Regions from separate parts of the Bicyclus anynana genome. Here region 1 is linked to region 2. The links are chromatin contacts, called in public Hi-C maps. All regions are on one chromosome and are shown on one strand. Each heading gives the region's core, a stretch centred on a gene start, on an enhancer-like site or on the middle of the called end of the contact. The rest is flanking DNA. Distances are from core to core; before and after follow the strand shown.

Region 1 (6,588 bases), core at 631-3,130, 290 kb before region 2:
GCAATTTCTACCTTCATTTCTAATTTGTTTGTTGGTAAACAGTGCACATCAGGTATGGCTTTATATCGTCTCGGATATGGCATTTATTTTAAGTTAGTTAGATATAACCATAATAACTAAAATGCTCCATCGTCAGACTCTGAGAAGTTGCCTTGAGCACTGAATACAATATATCTCTGGGTAGACCTATCTATTATGAAAAAAAAGAAAAACAAAAAAAAAAATACCTACCCTTTGCCCGGTTATTTGAGGAACAGATTTAAAGTCGTGCGCGCAACTCTTTAACTTAAACTTGCCAAAAGCTTAGGATCAGCTTTAACTGTTAAAATAACTTAAGACTGCTTGCCTTATAAACTTACATTATTATTATTAACAAATATTTACCTCAAGTTCAAGTTTCGACGAAGTAACGGAAGCACTGGACATCTTAACTACATAAATAAACTTTCACAAATAGTAATGAAATCAACTGTTATTTCAATCTAGCATTGATTACAACAATACCTCGATTTTTGCAATTAAATATCGTTACGGGGATGCAGTACAATCACAATATCAAATAGGTATTTTGTTTTAAAAATAACATCATAAAAATTCGTTATTTTTTGTGATTTGAATGAAGTTTAAATTTAAACCACAGATGACAGAATAGACGTCAAAGACAAACACAGATTAGATACATGAAAAATGTGAAATATTAAGTGCCATAGACTAAATCACAGATCACTAGAGACTATAGACACAGAGGAATGATAGCTAGAGATGCATGTATTTAACCTACCAAGTTTTAAGACCAAGGCTTTAGGTTTTTTTTTTGCTTTAAAGTATGAACCAAAAATTTTCCAAGTCCTACTGTATCATATTGGACCTTTATTGGACGCTAACATGGCAAAGGAAACTCATCAATATTGTAATGCCATAGGAATAAAAAACTTAAAAGGAATTTTTTACTATTAAGATTTTGAAATACTTCTTTTTTCCTTTATTCGTCTGAGTTCTGCACCATTTAATAATTGAGCACTTAACTTGTTATTCTGAACTACATACCTTTACAAGAAATGTCAATATTATGAGAAACGCATCTGAAACAAGTGAAAGAAACAAGAACAATTTATTAACTATTTATTATTTTACTCTTGGGGTACATCGTGGGTACATCCAATCAGTGTTGCCAGAAGGTTACTTTTGTAACCTTTTAGGTGATTTTTTGACTGCAGTGGTAACTTTTAGGTTACATTAATAAAAAGGTTACTTTTACGTGATATTTCGGAATTTTTAGAATTAACTTACAATTTCGTATATCTAAAACAGAACGGTCGTTAAATCAAGAAATGCGGACAAATGCTCAAGAACTCATCGATGTTTCTGTGTCAATCTCACTATAAATGAAGACGTTACAATCGACGTTGCGAAATAAGCAAGTTGCAGTCACATTGAATTTCTTAAAAAAATCAAGTATGAATTTAAGAAATTAACGTCTACTGTTTTTTAAATCCTTGCTCTTTAATTGTATTTTTCTTATCCCATAAGTAAAAGGCAAACAATCAGGGCCTTACTTAAGATGATTCTATTTACGAGTAAAATCTCCTTCGGTTTGTAGTAATTTAGTACTTGGCTAGTATTCGTAACAGACAGATATTTAAAAAAAAAATCAAAATTACTTTAGCCCCCAGAGGCTGAAATGGTGGTTTAGCCATGCTGTGGAACGCAAAAAGCAAGAGTAGTAGTAGTCAAAAGGTTACTTTTTACACAAAAAGGTTACTTTTTTAATATTTCGGGTAACTTCTCATAAGATCCAACTGGTAACACTGCATCCAATGCAAGTTGTCTGCTGCTGAGATTTCACCTTGCATCACTGCAGTGCATTATCGACTTTTCAGAGCAAAATTAAAACGCATGCGCAGTACCGCAACGCCATCTGAAGAAAAAAATCTTCACTACGAAAAGAATCGCCGCCATTTTGACATTTGTTTGGCTTTGTGTTTTCAATGCATAAAATAATGTAATAAATTACGTGATAATCGCGAAGCGCCTTTACTTTTTCCCCGTGAGATTGTTTTGCTGGATTGTGCGATAAATAAACTGTACGCATGAGTGAGAGTGTCAAACTATTAGCGGCGCACAAATCAATAATTTAGCACCGCCGCTTTTTTTATTTTCCGGATAGTTATTCAGTGATTATTTTAGTTTTCCAGCGATAAATTTGAGTATAGTTACCGATTTAGTTGTTTCCGTTGCTATTTAACTAAATTTGGCAGAGAAATACTCTGTAAATTATTGCCGCAGTAAAAAGGCGCGAAGCCACTGCTGGCCTGAGAATATATTTTTTTGCGAACAAATTTTCGTGTTTAATTGAAAGATATATAGTACGCTACCAATTTCAAGCTAGTGAATAGAAAACAATAATCGCAATGCACAAATATAAAGTGTTACATCAGTTAAATGTGTGGAGTAAGACTTAACTTTCTAATGCTATAGAGTTCATGTAAGTATATTACCTATATAATTATAGTACTGTAGTATAGTATTATAGCTATCGGCACAGACCGCGCGTATTAAGAAAAAGGCTGCAAACCAGGCTTCGAAGCTAGAGCCTAGAAATATCACATAAAACAATTAATAAATTCTAAAAGAAATGAGTAGGAAAAGAAGATAATTAGGTATATAAATAGATTTTTTTAGTATATAAATAGATTTTTTTTTAAATATTAGTTGAAATACATAATCAATACTACATACATTTAAATACAATTGTATGTGTATGAATTCAAGATTCATTTTTTCATAGTTCATACAGTTATTTACAGGATACTAAAACATAATTAAGCTTTTTTAAAATTCGTCTGTCTGTCTGTTCATTTGTCTGTAGTTTGTTTGGGCTTATCTTTGGAATGCTGAACAGATTTTAATGGGACTTTCACTGGAAGATAGGTTAAGTTATAAAGTAACATACATTGAAAAACTAAATTTCACATGCATGAAGTGGTAGGTGTCTGCTAGTACTAACTACAATAAAATTAAAAGAAATTTGAATTTGAAAATATTCTCATTTCTGTTGAATGACTTACTTCATTATTACTTAAATTCAGATGGAATCTTTATGAAGTCTCTGAATCAAAGTGCGGGTGATCCTATGGCCATGCCAAAATAGAGATGCGTAAAGTGCCCTTAGGTGGGGGTCGGACCACGCATCTATGTAACTGGGGAGACTTAAAATTTTGTACTTCTAACTCACAATGTTTGGAGTTAGAAGTACAAGATTTTAACCAATTAAGAAAACCTCAATTGGCCCAACGGGGATCAAACCCAGGGCCTCTTCTTCTTCACTCTTGTAAATCCACTGCTCTTACTACTGCACCACGGAGGCCGTCAAAGCCAGTAGTAGTTACAGCCAGTGGCGTGCACTTCATACATGCATTAAAGTACTGCATACCCTAACAAATGTCATGTTAATGCTTATCCAATGCACTTTTGCTCAGTTTAGTTAAATTGTCTTACCTTACCATACCATACCTTGGTCAACAACATTATGCACGCCACTGGTTACAGCACTCTTAGTGTGATATAAATACTTGTTGATCTTTTCAGATTAAGCATTACCTTAAACTTGCGATGCGGTTAAGAAGTAGGAAGAGGGAGCGACCGCTCTCAACCAGAAACACTCAGAGGGTGACAAAATCAAAACAGAAACCACTAAAAACTGTTCTAAAAACCAAGTCATCTTGGAAAAAGATACTGAAAGTGGACAATGGTCTGGTCTCCGGGCCAAACTTCCACTGCATTACAAGATCTCAAAAGAATTTAGACCTTAAAACAAGACCGGTAAGAATTAAAACAGTTAAAAGCATGGAGAAGCCGGTTGATATCAAGAAAACCAAACTGAAAGAGGAACCCAAGAAGCCTATTTTTCAAACTGTCGTAAGAAGTTCCAACAAGGATATGACGTCGATAAAACCAAAGACACAGAATGATAAAGTGTCAACGACGTCAAAAACCAAACTCAAAGATGTGAGGACAACTAAAAGTGTGCAGCTAAGGCAAAGTTCTCTGAATAGGGAGCTCAGGAAGACTGAATCTGTCTCGTCAGCTCTAAGTTCACCCAGGAAGACCAGACGGATGGATAAACCGGACAAATCTGCTTCGTTGAACAGTTCACCCATACGTAAAGTTAGGCAGATGGGTGTACCTTCCTTGAAGTTAAGCAAAATAGCAGTCAGCTCTACCAATGAGAGTCCTAAGAAGAAATTGAAGGCTAAAGGTAACTTGTTATATCATGTCTTTGAAAATTTTAGTTGATAGGTTATACCCTTTTTTGCCTTTTGCCAAAAAAGGGTATAACCTATCAACTAAAATTTTCATTTATTTTTATTATTATAGGTTATACCCATCTGATATCACTGGGGTATGATTGCAAAATAGAAATATATAAAAAATAGAACCCAAGATAATGTCTATCAGGCTTTACTTATATGTAATACCATCATATAATGTAAAAAGTAAACGACTGAATTTGTAGCACTCATAATTTTATTTGAATATTTTTCCTCTAAAGTGTTGTTAGTTATATAATAAATACACCTTCTTTCAAAGAAATATAGACCATCTGTATAAATTTATACTGCAGATTAGTTGTATTTGAGAAAATTGTAAACCTTACTCGAAGTTCAATAAAAAGACAGTTAAAAGCAATAAAAAATCTATATGTACGGCCATTTTTTAGTTTATATAATGATTTATTTATTTTGCTATCCTCTGCAAAAAGTCGACAAACCCATGCGACAACGTCACCCAGGTCCGACAAAATACTTTCTATGTATGCTTTTTGCGGAGGATGGCAAATAAATAATAATAATAATAAAAACCTTTATTCAGAGTTTGTATATACATTCTGTTTGTCCCCTAGGACAAAGGCCTCCTCCAAACTTTTCCACAACTCCCTATCCCTTGCAGATTTTGCCCAATTGCCTCCGGCCACCTGTCTTATTTTGTCCGCCCGGGCAAATATATAAATCATTATATAATCATGATGAAATTCCGCAAAGTACCGCCTGCTTCTATCCAATAATTTTTAGTTTATTTATTTCATTTATTTAGGACAACAATAAACTTGATATTTGTTCCACAGCTCCAGCAGTGCCGGAGCCTATGAATGGCTTCACAGAAGACAACGACGTGACAATGTACGAGCCCCACACCACTACGTACGTTGACTTCCCACTGCCCAAGACTGAGTCAGATTCTGAGGTGGAGTCGTCTGATCTGTGCCTGCCCAATGACTGCTTGAACGACTTGATGGCTATAGGTATTTCATTGATTTTTTTTATCACTGACGAAATCTATTTTTAGCAAAAAACTCAAGAAGTGGATTTTAAAAATAAGAAAACCAATGTTGAATAAAGGTTATGATTCACATTATTTTTGTCAGGACAACTTAATTAACAAATAAAAGCGCCCTTTATCGCCAGTCGCTCCCGCCCGATCGCTTCCGCTCTCTAACTCCGACTTTTACTAAGCCACCTAGAGTAACACAAGATTGAGCGATGTCATGTCCATCCTACTATTACTATAAAGAGGAAAGATAGTCCATATTTTATCCCCGTATTCCTACGGGAACTAGAACCACTCAGGTGATACAATGTAGTAAAGAGTGAATTGGTTGAGTTGAAAAATAATTCCTGACATAAGTCTTAATTTCAGGTAAATTATCTCTTTATAAACTGCTCAAAGACACTGGGAACAACACAGAGTGTTGATAAAAAATAATGCTCAAAATATAATACTTGCATCTATTTTATATATTTTATTCATCAATCTATCAATGGATATCAATGGATACACAATCAGCAACCAAAAAGCGTCCCCACTCAATGAGTGCCAGACACAACTTTTTGGCACTCAATTTAAGTAAATTCAAGTCTCATTTGCAAATTCAACCTTAAACTCAATTCTCAAGGTTGAATTTGCTCTGAATTTGGGATTTTATTGAATATTGGACTATATTTAAAGGCCTTTAGGTATATTTTTCTTTACCAATATTTCTAAAACTGTTGCTTTGACAGTTTAAGAAATATTGGCCACTTTTTAAATGAAATCTTCTACATTTTTGTGCGTCCTTTTATTATTCAGTAGAGGTCAGTGATTTTTTTTGGTTACAGCTGAATGTGCAAGGTTAATCACCAACGACTTGTCCAACAATTTGACCAATGGTTTGACAACAGAAGACGATGACATCAACTTCCTAGCTGACAAAGCTGCCAAAGTAATGACCACAGACAGAGAGGAGAGGAAGTCCAAGGGTGACAAGAAATTACAGAAGAGAAGGAAGTCCAGCAACGACCTTGAGATGTATCAACCGACTTCTACGACTGACGATTTGGATTCCTGTGGCGAGTTCCTTAACTCTACAGAAAAATATGTGCAGGTATTTAAATCATTGTTTTCGTAAATACTAGAAATGTTAATTAATTAGTCATTGTTGAGTATTGATGCTGTATATTATTATATCATTTCATTAATATTGGCATAAAAAGAAAGAAAAAGGAAAGAAAGAAAAGATCTTTATTTTTAAGTAATGCCACATATCACATT
Region 2 (7,177 bases), core at 48-2,547:
TTCTCACGTTTCTGAAAAGCAAACGGCAGTACCCACGCGGCATACTATACAAGTCATCAAGTCATGTACCCAGTGGCCAACACACGATCAATTATAGTCGTGGGTGATACAGAAACGTGAGAATAATTGACCGTTTGTGGCTAGCATAAATCATTTTCGGATTTTACCCACCTACCGCATTAATGGCATCGATACTTCAGGATTATTTTTTGTATATTAAAATCAGATTTTTATTCATCTATCTTTTCACCCTAATTATTCATTTCTTCGTGTAATGGAATGTATTTTTGGTAGTCTATGTCAAAAGTTAGTTATCATTTTGTTTCAGTTCTAGCAGACGCCGCGCGGTTTCACCCGCGTGGTTCCCGTTCCCGTAGGAATACGGGGATAATATATAGCCTATAGCCTTCCTCGATAAATGATCTATCTAACACTGAAAGAATTTTTCAAATCTGAGATTCACTGAGGTTAGCGCGTTCAACCAAACAAACAAACAAACTCTTCAGCTTTATTATATTTATTAGTATAGATTTGCATGGTCAAAAGTTAAAGTGGCGTCAAGAATTGTGAATTTTATAATTGACAAATATACATAGCGGTTAGGAAAGTTAAAAATCTAAAATTTTTCAGAGTTTCAGACCTTGACGACATTACAGGCGCAAACTACATTATTTGACATACCTAGTACTACTTTACCTTTTTGACGGCCTCCATGGTGCAGTGGTATTTGGTGGATTTAAAAGATGAAGGTCAGGGTTCGATTACCACAGGTCGCCACAGGTCTGACTGGTTTGGAGGCTTCAGCTGTGGCTATTTACCACACTACCGGCAAAGACGCATCGCTAAGCGATTTATCGTTCTGGTACGATGTCGTGTAAAATCGAAAGGGGTGTGGGTTTTCATCCTCCTAACAAGTTAGCCCGCTTCCATCTTAGATTGCATCATCACTTACCTTCAGGTGAGATTGTAGGCAAAGGCTTATTTGTAAAGATTTAAAAAATACGTACTGGGCAAAACCACAGAGCTGGTGTTTTTTAACGTACTAAATTTGATATAAAACATTTTCCGTCCAATAATCAGATGGGAACGGAATCCACGCGGGTGGAACCGCGCGGCATCAGCTAGTACTTAATATAAAATCGTTGCTTGTAGGTACTTCTTCCAATTCCGCTTCCAATTTAGACTGCATAGTCACTTACTTTCGATCGAGTGTGATCGCAGGCAACGGCTAACTTGTTATAAAATAAAAAAACTTCGCTGACTTTCTACTTGTATATAGAGTGATAGCCCACCACGTCGCTCAAAGATTGCCGGGCGATATAATACACTATACTAACTGTAGACCACCCGCACACAATCGTGTGCCGCGTGACAAACGACAACAGGTAGAGTTTTCAAAATGGAAAAAAAAATCTTTTTTCCAAAAACGCGCAAAGACGCCGCCGACTATAAATTAAGGCTTTAATAGACGAATGGAAATGTCAAAATATTTTGTAATTGTTCGCCCTTAGCGGGTGATTTGTGGGTTTTTGTGATACGGGCGGGGTTTTTGTGCGGCGGTGTACTCTTGAAGTGTGGATTTTTTCTATAATGTTTTGTTTGTGATTTTTTTATTTTATTTTTGATAAAGGTGAGTTAATTTATATTTTTTTCTGTCGTACCTAAATTGCGAAGTATACCCAAAAATGATTTTTACTTTTGATTAATTTATAGTCTAAGCAGACGCCCGAAAGATAAATAGCTTCCCACGGTAAGTTAGATTAATCGGTTAGGTACTTATATATCGATTGTAAAAATGTTCAGTTTTACTGGTATCAAGTAAGATTACAAGGCCCCCTTACGTGTCAAAGCAAAAATTTGTAAAAAAGTAATATCTACAACGTTACTTACTCTGGGTGATGCTTCCCTGGCAAAAAAAAAGCATTTAATAATCTTTAGAAATGACAAAAGTAAAAAAGCAATACTATAAGCTAGAACAAAATCAAAACTAAAGAGATTTTTTGGGATTTGCCGCTCGTCTATAGAGCCTCCAATTAATTTTGATACATGGCCCCTCTAAGGCACGTTAAGCCACTGTTTCATTATTGTATTGTTTCACTGCTGACCTCGAGTCTTCTCTCAGAATGAGAAGGGTTAGGCCAATAGTTCACCACGCTGGCCCAATGCGGATTGGCAGACTTCACACACGCAGAGAATTAAGATAATTCTCTGGTATGCAGGTTTCCTCACGATGTTTTTCCTTCACCGTTTGAGACACGTTATATTTATTTTCTTAAAATGCACAAAACTGAAAACTGAAGGTGCATGACCGGATTCGAATCCACACCCTGCGGAATCGGACGCAGAGATCATATCCACTGGGCTATCACGGCCACTGCCTATAGATATACCTATAGATATAAATATTATTCGCTGCAGTTCAGTACCTAGATATTTTTTTTCTACAAGTTAGCCCTTGACTATAATCTCACCTGATGGTAAGTGATGATGCAATCTAAGATGGAAGCGGGCTAACTTGTTAGGAGGAAGATGAAAATCCACACTCCTTTCGGTTTCTACACGACATTGTTCCGGAACGCTAAATCGCCAAGGATGGTAACTAGCCACCCCACCAGCCAGACCTGCACCAATTACGAAAACCTCAATCGGCCCAGCCGGGGATCGAACCCAGGACCTCTCAAGTAAATCCACCGCGCCACGGAGCTCGTCAGATAAGTAGGTAATATGGTGTCAATAAGGTATGTAACAGCTTTTGCAAAGTGATCTAGTAATCTACTTAATAAATAAACATTGCTCATTATTACCCTGATACAAATTACACTAATACCATAAATCTTGACATAGCTGGGCACCGTTAATCAAATAGTTAACTTCGTTAATCGTTAGTCCGCTACAAAAAAGGTTAGCTTCGTTAAACGTTAAAGCGTTACATGTCGGAAGAATTAACGCAAGTTAAAGTTAATCGTTAATCTGTTAATATGACTGGTTAATATTGCATTTTTATATCATTGTGTGAGATCCCCATTGCAAAAATAAAGGTGAGCACTGGAGAAAAATGCCATAATTTGTTTTTAGTTGATTTTTTCTATAATTTTAACATAAATATAGTAATTTGTTGATTTCTTTGAAAAAAAATCTTTCATAATTTCTTACTTGTCTAAACCTGTTAATCACGTCGCGCGGTAAATAGTAAGCATTGGATTAACGATTAACGGACTTCTGCACATTAACGGAAGTTAACGGGTCCGTTAACATTTTTAAAAGTTAACTTAAAAGTTAATCCGTTAATCAAAATGTTAACTTCGTTAATTAACGATTAACGGATTAACGAGTTAATGCCCAGCTATGAATCTTGATATAGAATATCAACATGCGGGCGGCTGATGGAGATTTTATTTGCTTTTAAAACACATAAACATACCTGTATTATTGTTTAAAGGTAAGTCTATGTGGCTCACGGGGTCCAGGGTTCGAGCCCCGCAGGCTATACGTAACTTTGACGTATGTTAGTTGACTTAAAAGAAATAGAGATTCTATGTGAAATGTCATCCGGTGCCTAGGTACTGACAACTTATTTGACAGTTGAATTGATATTCATTTTATTAGATTGTTAATAAATACCAAATTAATGAATAAGCTAGTCGGTTCGATGTATTTTCATTCCTGGTTCGATTTGTGAATTACGTAGCTTTTGTTACTTCTATGAATTTTTCAGTTAAAATTTTCAGCCCGGAGTGTGGAAATTGGTGGTTTCACACCCCCGTGTCTCGGAGCGTTAAGCCACTTTGTCATTAACAGCTGAAAGTGATTTAAAGAAAAGTCAAAATATTATTATCTTAAGCTCGCCTACCCGCATTAGGTTACCAGCGTGGTGTCTAATAAGTTTCATATTCCCATTCATGTAAGGAGGCCTTGCCTTATAATGGTATAATGGGCCGTCTAAATAGATGAATACATACTCTTTCACTAATGTTTTTATTTTCGAAAATGAATAAATCTCTTTTAAAAATAAAAATATATTTTTATGTACAACCACGCCATCTATTGTGAAGTAGTGAAACAGTTACTGCTGCCATCTGTCAATCAGTAGATAAACTAATATTAAAACAAAGTAAACCTTGAAACCAACCATAACCGTAATAATGTAGTTTAGGAATTCTGTAACAGATGGCGCTAATTTCAGACGTAGTCGCGAGATGGCACTCTAAACCATCGCAGCCTTAACATTTAATCAATACTATTTATTAAATTCATAATTTAATTATTATCTATTTTGAGGTACCTTATTAGTAATAGTTTTCTAAGAAAAAGGATCATAAAACTCATTTTGTTGGCCTGTCTGAATAAATAAATAAATAAAATTTTTAAATTATGCCACATGGACAAACAAAATAAAACAACATATTTTCATATAACATAAAATATATTTCTTATAAACTAAATATTTATAATTATTTATACACGAATATCATAGAATTATAGAAACCTAGACCCCGTGCCTCGGAGAGCACGTAAATCGATCCTGCGCCTAACCAGTGTGCCGGCAACTTGAATAAGGAGAGTGCACCGGTGTTTATGTACACAATTGTGCACTGACACATTTTCCGTATAATTAGACAGGATCAAAATAAGTTATATCGAAATTCGGTTGAGATTATCATTAGAAGCTTAATAAAAAATCCAATCAACATGAAAAAATTGCAATTTTGGAATGTAACATTTTTGTTTTTAATATAAACAATAAAAAAGTAATTAAACTAAACAATACATAGTTTTTACAAATAATTGCAGTTTACATTCATTCTCCTGGAGTCTCGAGTCTCCTCTTAGAATGAGAGGGGTTAGTTAGCCCAATGGACCACCACGCTGACTTCACACACGTAGAGAATTTTAGATTATTTAAATTAATTCCTTGATTCGAAGGGCGTAGGTTCGAATCCGGTCCGGGGCATGCACCTCCAACTCCCTTAAAAAAACTCGAATCTCAGAAATTTGAAATTATTCTCCATAGAAATATATATTGTATTTTCTATATAAACTCTGAATTAGCAAGTATACTTATATTATTTAGTAAGTGAAAATTGCATTGTACATAACAATATAAAGTTTCTGGTGTCAAAATTTTCCTTCATTTCGTTTGGTACTAAACCATGGCTCAAGGGCTGAACAAATCTGGACGAAATTTGTTACAGAAAATAAATTATAGGCTACTTTTTACACCGACATTTTCACAGGAATGGGATCTACGTAAGTAAAACCACGGGGCACAGCTAGATATTAATAATAATATACTAATTAACGTACGTAGGTAATTATTCTATAACTTGGGCAAAATAATTTCGAGATTATTGCAAAATCGTTAATCCTAACATCGCAAAGTAATTTTTTCTTTAAAATTGGTATTTTACAACTTTTGCGGAATACTGCAAAGTATTCGAGTCGAGGTGTATTCCGCATCAAAACAAATGAATAGACTAAAATGTGTTAATGTCCGCTCAGAGATTGCATTTCTGACAAGTCGTGATCGAACGGGACAAACATATTCAATTACAATAGCCACGTTTTTTGTCTCATCACTACAAAGACAAACAGTTGGCATAACCTTGAAACTGCGCAATTCAACAATCTTGTACGCCAGCTCGAAGTTACATTGCCCATTTGATCAAAACCTGTCATAAACGCAATCTCTGAGCGGCTGAACTTTAGTATTGACTCTACAACAGAATTAAAGACTTAGCGGAATTCTGCAAAGAGGATGATACCATTGGCAGCAAAACAGTGATAGACTAAAAAAACGAGTGCGCTTTAGCTCACATTACAACGACCGTTCTCTTCCCCCGATTACACTTTTCGTAACGCATTAATCACAAGTCAAGCGTGCGTAAAGAAGTTTTACATCAAAGAGTGTTAATATCGACTCTACAGCAGTCAATAGGGTTGACACAGTCATGTCAAATTTAATATATACAATATTAATTTCATGTAGTAGGTACACATGCATGTAATAAGGGTCCGAAATATATCGATATCATTTAGTAAATTAAATAAGGATTTCATAGAAAACATAATTTAAAAATTATGTATTTAATCAATTTTTCCAAACTTCAAAAACGCTGTCGTTCATTTTGTGACGTCACGATTTTATATCATGTCACTAGAGGAATAAACGACAAACTAATTATTAAGTTAAAATTTCACCAAACACTCTGTTAAGTTAACGTCATCATAAAACATTTAAAATATAGACCATCATGGCCGACAGCGTTTTGGCTTGTATTGTCAAAATAAAATAATAATTTATTTTCAATCTAGTAGAATGCAAATGGACAAATTAAGGCGCTTAAAAAAACTGTCAACGGGCCTATTAAAAACTAAGCGGAATAGACACTTTTTTAATGGTCTTAAAAAGTTAATTTAAAGTAGACTGAAAAAAAATTCATATTTTTTTGAGACGTGATGATGACGTGACATGACAATTTTAGTTTTTAAATATGTTTTTGACAATACCAGCCAAAACACCTGTCGGCCATGACAGTCTATATTTCAACTGTTTCATGACGTCACTATAATAAATCCCATACAAACGGATTAGTTCGATGTTTAGTTACAAAATGGACGTCAGCGTTTTTGACGGAAAAAATACGTGATATTTAAATTAAGTTTTATAAGAAATTCTTAACTTTGATATTGATATTGATATATTATTATATAAATTTGATATTGATATATTTCGGACCCTAATTTCATGAAGTACACGAAATTAATATTTTATGTATTAAATTTGATATAAGTCAACCTTTTTAAAAAAAGTGTCAACTAGCCTAATAAAAACTTAGCGGAATTCTGCAAAGTGTCACAGAATCGTGCAAAATGAGTGGCAAAGTCTGTTAATGTTTGTTCTTCTTCTTCTTTCTCCTTCTCCTGTCAGCGTAATTGCAATCAACTGTCCCGCTCAAGTCCTGGTATCCATCGGACTTGTGACTTTCGTAATTCGGAAAATTTATACCTTCCGTCTGTTGGTAGTTTTCGGAAAAAGTTTCGGAAAACTTAGTGCTCAGCGATTCGGAGCCGAAGAACTTGTTTGCGATGTTTTCTGTGCGTTGCAGGTTTTGGTACTTCTCGTTTTGTGGGTAGATCGTGTTTAATATGTTAGTTGCTAGGGCGACGGGGGAGGCGG

The links. A called contact is a pair of places that touch in the nucleus more often than the background predicts.
Region 1: a contact with region 2 is called in a Hi-C map of whole larva, with 5 times the contacts expected there. The contact joins the promoter of LOC112052338 here to the enhancer-like site in region 2. A contact is called at or near these places in 2 of 2 Hi-C or Micro-C datasets (whole body and whole larva).

What each region holds. Positions count from the first base shown.
Region 1 is chr18:14,482,252-14,488,839 of ilBicAnyn1.1, reverse strand. LOC112052338 (CTD small phosphatase-like protein 2) reads left to right here and starts at 1,880. Exons shown (of 13, transcript XM_052886944.1): 1 at 1,880-2,485; 2 at 3,589-4,258; 3 at 5,126-5,302; 4 at 6,156-6,421. The coding sequence starts at 3,613. LOC128198952 (a long non-coding RNA gene) reads right to left here and starts at 1,808. Exons shown (of 2, transcript XR_008251655.1): 1 at 1,662-1,808; 2 at 385-1,610.
Region 2 is chr18:14,186,386-14,193,562 of ilBicAnyn1.1, reverse strand. It overlaps LOC112053005 (AP-3 complex subunit sigma-2), which reads right to left. Exons shown (of 6, transcript XM_024092261.2): 6 at 4,405-7,177. Among protein-coding and RNA genes, the nearest start is that of LOC112053005, 9.3 kb to the right of the region's middle. Within about 2 kb of position 1,297, at least 4 of the 8 cell types and tissues checked have open chromatin away from gene starts, as enhancers often do.